Regions from separate parts of the Mus musculus genome. Here all the other regions are linked to region 1. The links are chromatin contacts, called in public HiChIP or PLAC-seq and Micro-C maps. All regions are on one chromosome and are shown on one strand. The core of a region is the stretch at or near the end of the contact, and the rest is flanking DNA. Distances in the headings are between cores, read along the strand shown.

What was found. Hi-C and Micro-C count contacts between places; a contact is called where the count stands out from the background. HiChIP or PLAC-seq counts read pairs in DNA pulled down with a chosen protein or histone mark.
Region 2: an H3K27ac HiChIP or PLAC-seq map of regulatory T cells shows a contact between it and region 1, with 17 times the contacts expected there. The contact joins the promoter of Ppm1a here to the promoter of Ppp2r5e in region 1. A contact is called at or near these places in 2 of 39 promoter capture datasets (hippocampal neurons and pre-B cells) and 3 of 115 datasets of contacts at active chromatin or transcription factors (astrocytes, embryonic forebrain and regulatory T cells).
Region 3: a contact with region 1 is called in a Micro-C map of embryonic stem cells, with 4 times the contacts expected there. The contact joins the promoter of Prkch here to the promoter of Ppp2r5e in region 1. A contact is called at or near these places in 3 of 39 promoter capture datasets (cranial neural crest, hippocampal neurons and stem cell-derived epiblast-like cells), 1 of 484 Hi-C or Micro-C datasets (embryonic stem cells) and 2 of 115 datasets of contacts at active chromatin or transcription factors (embryonic limb bud and embryonic midbrain).

What each region holds. Positions count from the first base shown.
Region 1 is chr12:75,593,864-75,598,447 of GRCm38.p6, reverse strand. It overlaps Ppp2r5e (protein phosphatase 2, regulatory subunit B', epsilon), which reads left to right and starts at 2,216. Exons shown (of 14, transcript NM_012024.3): 1 at 2,216-2,813.
Region 2 is chr12:72,759,219-72,763,802 of GRCm38.p6, reverse strand. Ppm1a (protein phosphatase 1A, magnesium dependent, alpha isoform) reads right to left here and starts at 2,592. Exons shown (of 6, transcript NM_008910.3): 1 at 2,172-2,592.
Region 3 is chr12:73,582,656-73,587,239 of GRCm38.p6, reverse strand. It overlaps Prkch (protein kinase C, eta), which reads right to left and starts at 2,444. Exons shown (of 14, transcript NM_008856.4): 1 at 1,715-2,444. The coding sequence starts at 2,077. It overlaps LOC115488016 (collagen alpha-1(I) chain-like), which reads right to left and starts at 3,562. Exons shown (of 3, transcript XM_030247047.1): 1 at 3,473-3,562; 2 at 2,931-3,029; 3 at 2,105-2,810. The coding sequence starts at 3,562. The coding sequence ends at 2,145.

The sequences.
Region 1 (4,584 bases), core at 967-3,466:
TTGTTCCCTTGTGAGACTTCTGTAAGGTCATTTGTCTGCTTTGTAGGTTTAGTTTAATTAAACCTAAAGAATGCACTCATGGAGCCCAGCAAACACAGGATGTCACAAGTAGCAGAGACCCGCTCTGCTCTCCTCTGCGGGTGGACGCTTCCTGCTTCCCCCTAAGGACATCTATACTGCTCTAGCCAATGGGCCATTCCTTCTGTATTTAGAATACTGAGTTTAATACCTCATCTTAAACTTAAACATAGATGCCCTCATTTTTTTCTTGTGTGTTGCAAGTGGATTGCTTTGCACTCTCCTTGGAGAACACCCCACTTTCCCTGGGCTCTGTAGATCTTATGAGATTCTTGGCCCCGAGAACAAACCTCACACAGGCAAGGATGTTCCCATATTAAAAAAGACCTCCTCATCTCAGTTGCTCAGCTATTTTATAGAAAATGAAATGACTTTGAAATGAATTGTCTTTATAGCCATCCATAATTTGCAAGCAAAATCCTCACTCTACAAAATGTGAAATGTTCTAAGCAACAGCTGTGAGCATTTCAAACGTGCACTACTTTTTAACGGTTCAACTGTTGCCAAGGGAAATTGAGTTGGCTTCAAAATCTTTCTTGGTTTTAATTTTGCATTTACCAATCAGACGTTGAAGAAACATGCTCTGCTTGGCTAGGATATTAAACATTTCTAAAGACTGAAGTATGGAAATATAAGTTACTTGAAGCCAGGAACCAGACTGGAATTCCATATAATTCTGCAGCATGGGGCAATGAACTTTATTAGGGTAAAAATGGCCACTCAGTCAGTCAGTCAGCAGCCAGTCTTCTGGGGTCTGCTTTCGTATAAGCCATCTTTCCCATTTCAGTTCAGGGCAGTAACATTCTCTTTCATAGTACAGAATTATTTTTCTACCCAACAGGATAGAAATTTGCAACAAACCAGAAACGCAAACGCATGGTTAGCACTTGTGGGTATGATACAGAGAGCTTTATAAATGTATATTCCTTAACTGTACAGAACATGACATGATACTGAGAGGAAAAACTCGGCTACAGGATGAAGCATTTTGAGTTTGAAAAAGAATATACATACATGTGTGTATGTATGTATACATACATATATATATACATATATATATATATACTTGTGTGTATATACATATATGAAATATAATACTAAAACTACATCAAAATGACTGGTTATTTTGGGTTTATGGATTATAATATTATTTCTCCTGTATTTCCCCTCCCAGATTTCCAAATTTTGAGCAGCTGGTAGTTTGATCTTTGTAGTTAGTATTTTTTTCTTCTTTTAACTATTGTACGTAGCCTGCATTCAAATTGATTGATGGTCTAAGAATATTCTTTGGAAACGTACCATTTGGCCTAGGGTTCACCAATGATGCAAAAACATGTATGTATTTTCGTCCTCGTTCTAGATAGAGGTAAGTCTTCTGTTTAAACTCAGACTCAAACTATCAATTAAAATCTGTCGAGTTGGGGGCTGGGTATTTCGGAGTCCTGAAAGGGCGAATGCGGGTATTCTGAATGGGAGACTGCAGAGTTGCCATCTGCATTAACTCCCGGAGCGCGGGCCCCCGCCGAGCCTGGCAGGGGCATCAGAGAGCTGATATTCAGAACTGGCTTTTGGGGGGACCAGGTGAGAGTCCAACCGGTGGCCAGGCCTCCCACGAGTTGAGCGAAGGACAGCCACTGGGGTATTTTTCTGCCGGCTTCCATGGCCGCGTTTACACAGGGCTCAGGGGGCCGTGGGTTCCGTGCGGAGTGGGGCTTGCGGGCTGAACCGTGAGGCACCAGGACGGCCGCCCTGTGGCCTTCGGATACCCGGGTGAAGACGCTCGCGGTCCACAGGGTTCCGCCTGGCGGAAGCTCCAGTCTCGGGCGCGCCCGCCGAGCTCTCCTCAGGCCTAGCAGACGCCGCAGTACCCCCACTTCAGGCGCCCTGGCGGAAACGGCGGCCCGGTCGCCCGAGCTCACGGTAGCATCCGGGTCCCCCGCGCCTCGCCCAATCGAGGGCCCCGTCCCTTCACACCCTCCTGTTTCCCCGCCCCCCCGCGCCGCCAATCCCCGACCAGCTCTCAGCCGAACGTGCTGGCCTGGGAGTGAAGGCGCGCGCCGGCCAATGAAGTCTCGCTTCCCGTTTGAAGTCTCCAGTGGGCGGGCGTCGGAGGCGGGCTCTGCTAGCCAGGAGGTTCGGTTGCGCCTGTGCCATGGACTCAGCCGCCCGGTGATATTGACAATAGGAGAGAGAAAGGGGCATTGACGGGGACCCTGCGCGGGTAGCGAACGGCGGCTCTGGCAGCGGCGGCTCAGGCGGCTCCAACTCTTCCTCCCGACTCCCGCGCTTGCTGCCGCTGCAAATCCAGGCTTCCTCCCTCCTCCCCCTCCCCGCGTCGCCGCCGCCGCCGCCGCCGCCACCACCGCCGCCGGGTCCGGTGCAACGAGCAGAGGCGCCGCCCGCCGGGAATGTGAACGAAGAGCCACCGGCCGCGCCGCAACCGGGTCGGTGCCGATTTGATGGGACGGGCCCGCGGGGGAGGCTCGTGAGGCCGCCGCTGCCACTGCCGGAGCGCTGAGGTTAGGGGCCAGCCGAGAGGCCTAGAAACACTGCCGCTACCGCGGAACCGGAGGGACGTCGCCCCGGACGGCCGTAGTAGCCCGGGGCTCTCCGCCGCTGCCTGGACCTCCCCCCGTGCGTCCCGGGCCGTCGCCCGCCCCCGCCGCGGCCCCTAGCTCGCAGCCCACTCCGCGCAGCCACAGATCATCTTCCGATTCTTTCCCAGGAGCTTCAAGGTAACTTCAGCTTCGGGTCCCGCGGCTTGCCTCCCGGGGAACCCGCGGAGCGGCGGGCTCGGGAAGGCCGGGCCCAGGCAGCTGAGGGGTGCGGCGGGGTGGGGGGAGCGGGAGCAAGCGCCCGGCCCACTTGTCTGATCTACCTGCAGAGGCTTTGGAGGCCAGCACCTCTCTTCTCCTCGGCCTCGCCGGCTCCTTTTCCTCCCTCTTTTGAGGCGTTTTCTTGCCCCCCCCCCGGCGGGGGCGGGGGAGCAGGGAGGAAGATTCCGTGGCCGCGCAGCTTCTCCAGGGCTTGGGGTTTATGTGAACATACCTGCAGACAAACAGGCCACTTCCCTGTTTTCATACCTCCCCCTTGGAAAAGCCCCAGTAGTGTGCTCTTTAGAGAATGCTAACGCTTTGGGTGCAGTGGCCCAGGTGAAACCTGTTTCCCTGGGCTTTGCAGGGACCCCGCTGTTACCATCATTTCTGCAATGCTTTGAGTTGAGATCCTTGACATTTTATTCAGAGCTGCGCGCATAAGAGGCAAATGATGAAAAAGAAAGCTGCCTATAGATCATCGTTAGAGATGAGAGAAGAGAAATAGAGACAGAATGAGGGATGGGGGGAACGAGGCTTACAGAAATCTGTGTTGCTAGGGTTAGAGTGAAATCTAAATAATTCCCAGATGAAATTGTAATATTCGTCCCTAAATTTACAGCATACCAGTGCGATGTGGAACTTCTTGCTGAGGTCTGACATTTTCGATAGTATTTATAATTTATTATTCCGTTTTTTATATGTCACATTATATTTCAAGCCAAATTAGAGTTAAAAGAAAATAACTTTCTAATGAAAGAATCACGAAGTCCTCAAAATCCCAAATTAACCTTAATATTGTCCTCCCCTCTCCAAAGTCTATGCTATTTTAGTTGAATCCAGGTAATGCAGATGACTGTTTAATCATAACACATTGGGAAGGCAGCTATCTTACTCTTTGTGGAAGTTAAAAAAAAGCATTTGTCTTAGGTGTCGGTATGACACTTGAGGAACTGAGCCTGAGCACTGCATCATATGCATTCTGTCGATCTTGTCTGCCATTAATCTTGCATGGAGCCTCAGTAGCACCTGAATGGTACTGGCGTCTGTTTAGTTTGGTGAAGGAGTCTAAGCTCAATGCTTGGGACTTTTAGCATCTGTCCTTCCTTTGAATAATTTCGAAGATTAAATAATTGCAGAATGATATTCAGTCAGTTCTGTTGGTTTCATGTAGCACAATATTTGAACTTAAACTCAACTTCATCTTGGGAGGCTGTGAAGTTATGTTTTCAGTTCAACTTTGCATTGGAGTTTATCTTAGTTTTGTTTATCAAACTTTAATAACTTAAGATGGCTTTATTTAAAAAATTTGAAATAGTTGTAATCGTGCCTTTTGTGCGTTCTCATTCAAGTAATCTAGCCTGTCCTCATGTGCAAGGTGGTGGCTTGTAACAGCAAGCACAGCATGGCACATTGCACCAAAAGTCCTGCTTAGATGGTGCCAGTAGGATTATACTTAGAGTAATCATGGTGCTGTCGGATACTGAGGTGGCTCCGCTCATTTTTTTTTTTTTTTACCTGAGGCAGGATCTCCTCCCACTGTGTGTCCCAGGGTTGGAGTCAAGCTGTTTAGGCTGGCCTTGAACTCATGACCTTTCCTGCTTTTGAGTGCTGTTACCCGCTACTATACCTGGCTTCATTTGTTTAGATTCTTGAAGTGCAAAAGGGTTTTAGCCCATTCATAATATTAAAT
Region 2 (4,584 bases), core at 1,343-3,842, 2.8 Mb after region 1:
TGGCTTGAACCAAAATACACAGACACACGGACACATAGACACAAAGAAGCTCACAATGTATTCTTATAATGCTCATCATATCCAACCACTGAGGACCCCAGCTTCTTCAAACATGCTGTCTCAGGTGCATGCTGTCCCCAAAGATGTCCCAGGACATCTTCTAGGCTTCCCAATGGCAAGAGAAAGAAAGATCAGTGAAGGCCACTACAGGAAGGTTCCCTAAAGCCGGGCCACAAACTCAATAGAACAGAGCCCAGAAAGAAAAACAACTTCAAAATGGTAAAACATCTAAGTAGCAGGTCTATCAGGTATGTAGTTGTTAAAGGTATGTTCAACAGTCACAGAATGGCAAAAGAATAATAATAAATATACATGTGATGATGTAATCTACCCCTTGGCATTACTGATTCCAAAGCTCAAAGGGTCAAATGCCTTGTCCCTGGGCACAGATATTTTCGAGCACATTTCTGGCAGAGCACCATTCCTTACAACAGGTTATACTATAATTATGGCTGGTCACTACAGCCCTTCATACTGAAATGTAGTCATTCATTCCATGTGAAAAATAGGGACACAAACCCTGCAAGAAGCAACTTGATGCTTCCAGTGGCCAATTTTACTATTTTTCAAACATGTATTACAACTAATATAAAACATTATCCATCTTAATATTTGATACCACCAACATAATTACTCCCCAGATGTAAAAGTGTTTAGTATTAATACAAATGTTTGAAGAAACTTGCACATATAGTTCATTATAATTTCAAGGTATTACTGCTGTAAGCTTCTAGGTTAAAAGCAGTCATCCCAACATAGCTGACTGTTCAATCAGGTATATACAAGACAAGTGAGGAGAACTTGGTCTTGCACCATTCAAGAGGCCCCGAGCTAAATCTATCCCCAGCAATGCAAAACAAACAAACACACACACACACAAAAATGCAGCCCAGAACTGTAGCACTGGGAAGATGATCTGCTTTGTGCTTCAAATTATTAAACAGTCAAGCAGACATTAAGGCAATAAAGGCGGTATTGAAGATAAGTATGTGGGTGTGTGCTCACTATCTTTCTGGTCCTTAGTTTCCTCATCTGTAACTACAGAAATAATCTTTGGCAAAGGCCCAGAATACAGAAAAGGTTAAAGGGAGGTGAGAACCAAGCACTATGTAGTGAGCCCTCAGAAACCCTAAAATCCTAAGGCCCAGAAAACAATCATTTAAGTTCTATGATTCTTCAGCAGGCTTCTCCTCCATCCAGTAGTAGTCATGTTTGAAATCTGAAAGCCAGGGTTTAAAAAGATTGTTTTTGTTTTTTTCTCTGAACCGTGGAAAACTACTCATTTTCGTAACGTCAAAATCATTTATTCTTCTCAAACAATGCCAATCTCCTTATACTCTAACCGCGCGGTTAAAAATATACCAGGAGCATTATTCCAACTATCAGGAAACTTGGGGTGGGGGCGGCATCGTAGATTGCTTAGACTCTGACCTTTGTGGATTTCTAAGTATCGTGTAGTGTTTGAGAAAAGAGAAAAACACTTTGGATGATGAAATTTGCAAAAGATCTAAAACTCCAGTTGGCAGAAGGCTCTCCACAGCCAGCTGTCTTTCAAGAAGGGGATCCGAGTGTGTTTACAACCTACAAGCAGAAGGGAGCCAAGCCTAAACTAAACTCTAACATAAAGAACTTTCCTCCAATATATCAGGCCAAAATGATGCAAAACCTGTAGTTTACTTCAATGGGTTTGCTCCAAGCCGGAATAATGAATGAAATGGAGGCATCACTACTGAGTTGGGGGCCTCACTTTCAACCCAGCGGGTGAGTCTCCAAATCCAGTGAACTCACGGGCTGATCTGCTTCAAGGGGAGACCCCGCTGCAGGCTCCCCGAAAGTTCCGCGGCCGCCAGTGTCCGCCCCGCCCGGCCGAGGGTCGCGCCCCCTCCCAGCCGCCGCACACACCCCGCCTCCGCCCCCGCCGCGTGTTAACCCCTCGCCACCCGGCGCGGGCTCGGGGAGGAGGCCGCCCAGGGGGTGGAGTTGTCGCGTCTCCTCCCGGGATCGCCCGGGCAGACGCCCGGCTTGTTTACAGGCCCCAGGCCTGGCCGCCGCCGCACAGGCCCTCCGCCCGCCCGCCCTCGCCCTCTTCCTCGCCCTCGCGCCGCGCTTACCCGGAGCAGCCGCGGGCGGGCGGGTCCCTCGGTCGGCCGGGGCGGCGGTGGCGACGGCGGCCGGGCACGGGGTCCCGCGACGGCGGCCGGGCCCGGGCGGAGGAGGGGAGGAGCCGGGCTGGGTCCGGGCCCCCGGCTCTCGGAGCCCTCGCGGCTCAGATCATCCGGGCGTCGGAGCGGGAGGCAGAGAGCGGGGCCCGCGGGAGGCGGAGGAGGCGCCGAGGACTCATCGCTTTCCGCCCCACCTGCCTGGGCCCCCCTCCCCCCGCCCCAGCCACCCGATCCCGAGCTGCGGACCCGGCCGGCGCGGAGACCACGGCGTTCTAGCTCCTGCGCGCGCTCCCGCCCCTAGCGCCGCCACCGCCGCCGCCTCTAGCGCGGCCCCGCGCACGCGCGCTCTCGACACCGCTGCCCCTCGCCCGGCCCCGCCCCGCCCCGCGCCGCCGTTTCCCCCACCCCCGGCCCTGCAGCTGCGGCGCGGCCCATGGGCTGGAGAGACCCGGATGTGGGAGGGCCGGAACTGCGGCTTGGGCGGGGGAGGGGCGGCGGTGACGTCACTGCCCTGCGCTGCTCCTCAGGTCGCTGCCGCGGGCCGATCCCTAGGGAGCGTGGACGTCCTGGGTGCGAGCCAGGCGCGCGGCCTTCGCGCTAGGGCGCAGAGGGCCTCTCCAAACCCGGCTGTCGTCGTCGTCCGCACCCGACTCTTACACCTGCCTACGGACGCCGGTCTCCAGGTGCAGTCTCGGTTAGCGCCCGGCACAGGGGACTCAGCCTGCCCCTTCGACCCCACGAGGCGCACACGAGTGCCGCGGCCATACCGCAGACGTGCGTGTGCAAACCGTTCACGCCTTGGGACACGTGCCTAGCTAGAGCTTCTCGCGGGTTGTCCCCGAGTCCCTGCAGGGATTCCGAATTGTATTTATGTGCACGTTACGGGGTCACGTGATTCGGGCTCAACGGGCACCTCCAAAGACCTCCAGTGGGGCTAATGGAACCGAGGGTTTTTCAAAATCTAGAGGATAATCAGAAACGTGACAGCTGCTTTCACGGAGAGCTAGAGATGAGCAAAAGGTAACTGCACGTGCAGGCGGCCAAAATCCAGTTTAGCTAGCTCGACCACAGAAAACCCGACCCACGCTGCTTGCCGACGCCGGGATAGAATGACAAACCCTAGGCAGCCAATGAATCAGAGCTGGAAAGCAGTACATCACCAGTATGAGTTCCCATTGGTTGGGTGTGCCTTCCCAGCTTTTCAGTCACCAGCTTAACCCTTACAACCAAATTCGCAGGAATAGAAGTTTAAGAGAGATTCTGATATAATACAAAGAAAAAGCATATATTCCGCTGAAATAGGCTAATGCTTTAAAAAAAAAAATACTAAAACTATTAGCCAAATTGAGTTCAGACCAGTAACAAGATTAATTTCAGTAAGGCCTTCCCCTTTTCTCTGGTGCTTACTGCAGTTTGCCACCCCGCTACTTCGTGTCTCTTATAAACCACTCCATTGTCTTGACTCTTAGATCAAATACAACCTGCTTTTGCCGGCTGTCATCCCGCAAACTATTTCTCTATTTTGGATGTTGTGGTAACCATTTCTGATATTTTCACCACGACTTATGGAAGATGATTCCCTTTTCTTCACTTTTACACCTGACATCAATGGCAGGACCACATGTGAGACTGCCAATTCCCAGCAGACACTATCTTCACTGACCCTCCAAATCACTCAGTATTTTGGGAATACGATGAATTTGTAGCACCTCCAGGTATATAAAGTAAAAATAAAATTCACTATACAGTTCTTAATTCTTTTCTATACAAGTGCAGAAATAAATGAAATTAGGTGCGAAATCTTTTAATGAAATGCTGTTTTATTATTATATACAATATGTTGTTTAGGTTTTGTTAAGTGGGGATGCTGAGGATTAAAACCATGTCAAGTCCTCAACCATTAAGCTCTGTCCTCAGCCCTGGTTAGGGTTTTTGTTATGTGCTTGTTTTGTTTTTGAGACAAGGTCTCTATGTAGTGCTTGCTGGCCTCAAACATACAAGGATCCTCCCAGACTGCCTCTGGATTGCTGATAGTACAAGCATGTGCCACCATACCTGACTCAATTCTTAGTACTACTATTAATACTTAAAACAAGTTACTGCACGATGGGCATACAAAAGTCATGTTGTGACAGCCACCATTTAGTGCTCTGTGTGTCTGTGTGTCTGTCTGTGTGTGTACAGAGTCTTGGCTTTCCCAGGCTGACTCTTGTGAAACTGAGGATTACTTTAACTGGTCCTCCTGCTTCCACATCCCTACCACCACACCTGTCTACAGTGCTCTTAAACAATACATTTTCTCGTTGAAGAGCTGAGTCATCTGTGGCAGTACACATGATAGGAAATTGGGAGGTTTTTGTCT
Region 3 (4,584 bases), core at 1,195-3,694, 2.0 Mb after region 1:
CAGTACCTAATTCCTCTAGAGATTTGCCCAGCCTAACTCCTAACCAAACACTAACTCAGAATTCACTTGCTCAGTTCAATTCCATGTCTGGAAATTCACAGACAGACATGTAAACTTATTCAGGGAAACTGAGGTAAAAGGTTTGTCCCAAGATCAAGTCAGCCTGGGCTACTGTGTGAGACTCTGTCTCAAACCAACAACAAAGTTAACTTTTAACTTTATTTAATCAGTTTCCATCTAGCCCATTACTAAATTCCAAAGAAGGAGAAGAAGAAGAAGAAGAAGAAGAAGAAGAAGAAGAAGAAGAAGAAGAAGAAGAAGAAGAAAGAAGAAGAAGAGGAGGAGGAGGAGGAGGAGGAGGAGGAGGAGGAGGAGGAGGAGGAGAAGAAGAAGAAGAAGAAGAAGAAGAAGAAGAAGAAGAAGAAGAAGAAGAAGAAGAAGAAGAAGAAGAAGAAGAAGAAGAAGAAGAAGAAGAAAGGCCAAGGTGAAATTAACCCCATAATTTGAGTCATGGGTTTGGTTTTTTTTTTTTAATTTCTATTTAAAAGGTGAATTTTTACAAGCCTTCTGTACTATTTCAGAATATATGGTGAAATTAACAACACTTCAAAGTATAAAATACATATATCCATGAATCTTTGTCACTGTCCATCTGGTTCTGCCACTTGTGAATTTCAAACAGATTCTGAATAGCGATTCACCTCGGGTTCCAAGCCCACTCCTGCCAGAACTGAGACCATTATTAAACTCTAGAGTCTTTACCACACACTACACTTTGCCAGACCACTTCGTTGTAATTATCATTTCAGTGTCTCAGAGTGAGCACAATAACCCCGGCATCACAAAGACAGCGTGAGGATTAAGACATATGGGCGTTCTGGCGCTGTGTGAGGCACTCGAGAAATTTACAGTAAAAATTCTATCTCCAGGGAACTATGGGAATGGCAGCAGCATATAAGAAGTTGCGGGCAGCTAAAGGTCAACGCAGAGGGAGGAGACCCAAACCTAAGGTGTCTTGGCCACCTCTTCTCAGAGGAATAGTTTGGAAGCACCCATACACCCAGGCTGACTGAACTTAAGAGCAAACAGAGAAGTTTTAAACCTCTCACCCCACCACTCCCGCCTCCACCCTCGCCCCCAATCCCCAAGGGAAAAGCTAAACAAAACTCTGCCAGGGTGCAAAGCCATGCACTCACTCTGATCCCTGCCAGTGTAGCTTTTGTACCTCTGGGATGTAATGGATGTGCATGCTGAAACACGTGTGCACGTCTGTGTGGCTGAACCAACATGCATCCATAAACACTATGAATAATACTCGCGAGAATGTATGGCTTTCTCCTAAGAAGTGTTTGAAGCACTTGATTCAAACCATATCCCTTTCATATCGCCCTTTCTCTGCTTTTCTTTATATGAGAGTTGTGATTCCCAAACCCCCTACCCCGGGAGGAGGGGGATGGAACTCTGTATCACTATTGGGCTTCCCCTAAGTGCAAAGTCCAGGTCCACAAAGAGGACGGATTCCCAGAGTCCCACCTGCGCCCGCATACACCCACGGCTGTCGCGTCAACAGTGCAGGCCACCTGGGAAAGGACCGAAGTCTAGAGGGAATTCCTTCCCCTGCAGGGCGATGAGGGAGCGGGACTCTGACGAGTTTCGAAAATTAAAAGGAGGGAAGGTCCAGCAGACATGGAGGAGTGAGGCGATCGCTACTTACCCAGCCCTCGAAGGTGTCCGAGGTACCAGCCGTGCGCAACAGCTCCTGGAACTGCAGCGTGCAGTTGGCCACAAAGTGGTCATAACCCAGGGGCGTCTCGTGGAAGACGGCTAGCTCCAGGTGGCCGCCGTCGGTGACATTGGCGCAGAACTCCTCGTTGTAGGTGGGTTTGTTGGTCTTCTGCTTTGTGCTGGTCTGGCCCACGCGTACCTGGTCTACGCTCACCGTCAGGTAGGGGTCCAGCAGCTGGTGGCCCTTTTTGAAGAGCGAGTGCCGCAGGGACCAGCGGGTGGGCTGCAGCCCTACAGCCTCTCCGATGCGGACCCTCAGATAGCCATTGAACTTCATCGTGCCGGACGACATGCCGGCGCTGCTGCCGGAGCCCCGAGGGGGCCGCGCTGGCTGGCACTGGGGAACCCGGAGCCCGGGCTCAGGGCAGTCCTCTCCGCTGCCACGGGCGTGGAGGCAGCTCTGGGAAGAAGCAGCGCCCGAGCCCCCTGCGACCGGCCATTCCGCCTCCTCGGAGGGATCTTCCCCTCCCCTCCTTCCCTCCCGCCCTTTCTCCTGAGGTGGAAAGGAGGGGAGCCGGGCTCCGAGCCCTCGGCGGGCTGCTGGGCTCCCGATCGTCCTTCTGGAGCGCGCGGGGCTCGCCCCTTCTCCGGGGCCGGCCAGATAGTCTCCCCGGAGAGCAGGAGCGACCCGTCCGGCTAGCTCCAGCTTTGGCGTCTCTGCCCCCGCCTCCGCCCGTTCCTCCTGCCCCCGCCTCCGCGGGCTCACGCTCTCCCCCACTCGGTGAGCTGAGAACCAGGAAGCAGCAGCAGCAGCAGCAACCGCAGCCGCATCCCGGCCAGAGCCGCGCGCCGCCGGGCTCCAAGTTCTCAGAAGCCCGGTGCGGGCTGCCACGCCTTCCGGACCCCGGGGGCGTGGCGCACCGCGGGCAGCACCGCCTTGAGGGGTGGGTGCCGGGGTTACGCGGTGAAGGGGGCCCGCACTCCCCACTCACCCCAGGGGCGGTTCCCGCCCTGAGTGCTCGCGGATCCCTGCTCCCGGTGGCCGGGTTGGCGGTGCGTTTCGGGCTGGAGGCTGCCCTAAGGGGCTGGACAAAAAGAAAGGATTCCAGGCCCACCGCCAGCAAACACCTGAGGCGTGGGAGACAGCCGGGGAGAGAATTGGCAGGACGGGTGGATGCGGAAAATCAGCAGCAGGGAGTTCCTACCTCCCACCCTAAGTAGTGGCCTGGAGACCCTGCCGGAGGGTGACAGAGCCCTAGCCAGAGGCGGGTGTTCTGTGGGGAAGGGGAGGTCCCTTTCCTAATCTTTACCGGAATGGGTCATCCCAGGTTCAGCTTAGACTCATCCTGTTTATGTGCCTTTTCGGCAGAGAGTAATTAGTTGTTTTGTTTGCGTATTTTTTTAATAGGGCAATGGTAATGATGGAAATCCTGTACTCCTTCCTGGGAGAGGTGTGTCACTGCACAAAGAGCAGGAAAGATTGGTTCTGCTGGAGACTGACAAGGCCAAGATGTAATAAGTCCCTTCCTCCGCAAGAGGCGGTTTGCTGGTCCACCTAGTCCTGCATTATAAGGGCAGCAAAGTGTTCACATGCGCCACCCTGACACACAGTGGCTTTCAGCTGCCTCTTCTAGGAACAAACACTCTAGGTTGTTATTGTCAGAGTGGGCAGACCCTAAGTTTACCCATCTCGTGACTTCTACAGGTTTTGTCTCCTAGGAACACCTTTTGGTCTAATCCATTCTACCATAAAGCTTGCTCCCTGAGGGCCAGCCGCAACCAATATGTCTCCTATAAAGTCCAGGCCATTCTTAAGACGCTTAAGGACGCTCACCATACTCGTTCTTACTGAACAGGCTGGTTGGTCGTCTGTCCCCTTTCTAGCACATGGTTTGGCTTGCTGAGAAGGTTCTGGGCAGTTTCTCATTAGGGAGTTGAGACCTCACCAGTAACAGCTTCACACTATAGGATGAGATGGAGAACAATGGGCTGGCCGGATGGGCCTCTCTTGGAAATACCAAGGCTTCCTGAAAGAGTGGGGCAAGGAAGTAGAGGGTCACTTCAGTTCAGGCAGAGCTCTCCAAAGTGTGCTAGCAACCCGTTTGTAGAGGTAGAGTCGGCTGGGTGAAAGCAACTCTGACTTCTTCCCTAAAGAGCTGGACCTGGCTCCTCCAGAGAGCTGCCGGTTCGCCTTAAGAACCACGAGGGCTCCAAACTTTGTCTCTGCAACTCCTTCCGTGGATATTTTATTCCCTATTCTAGGGAGGAATGAAGTATCCACGCGTTGGTCTTCCTTCTTGATTTTCTTGTGTTTTGGAAGTTGTATCTTGGGTATTCTAGGTTTCTGAGCTAATATCCACTTATCAGTGAGTGCATATCAAGTGACTTCTTTTGTGATTGGGTTACCTCACTCAGGATGATATCCTCCAGATACATCCATTTGCCCAAGAATTTCATAAATTCATTGTTTTTAATAGCTGAGTAGTACTCCATTGTGTAAATGTACCACATTTTCTGTATCCATTCCTCTGTTGAGGGACATCTGGGTTCTTTCCAGATTCTGGCTATTATAAATAAGGCTGCTAAGAACATAGTAGAGAATGTGTCCTTAACATGTTGGAGCATCTTCTGGGTATATGCCCAGGAGAGGTATTGCTGAGACAAAAGAATGGACCATCCAGAGACTGCCCCACCCAGGGGTCCATCCCATAATCAGCCACCAAACGCAGACACTATTCTATACACCAGCAAGATTTTGCTGAAAGGACCCTGATATGGCTGTCTCCTGTGAGGCTTTGCCAGTGCCTGGAAAATACAGAAGTGGATACTCACAGTCATCTATAGGATGGAACACAAGGC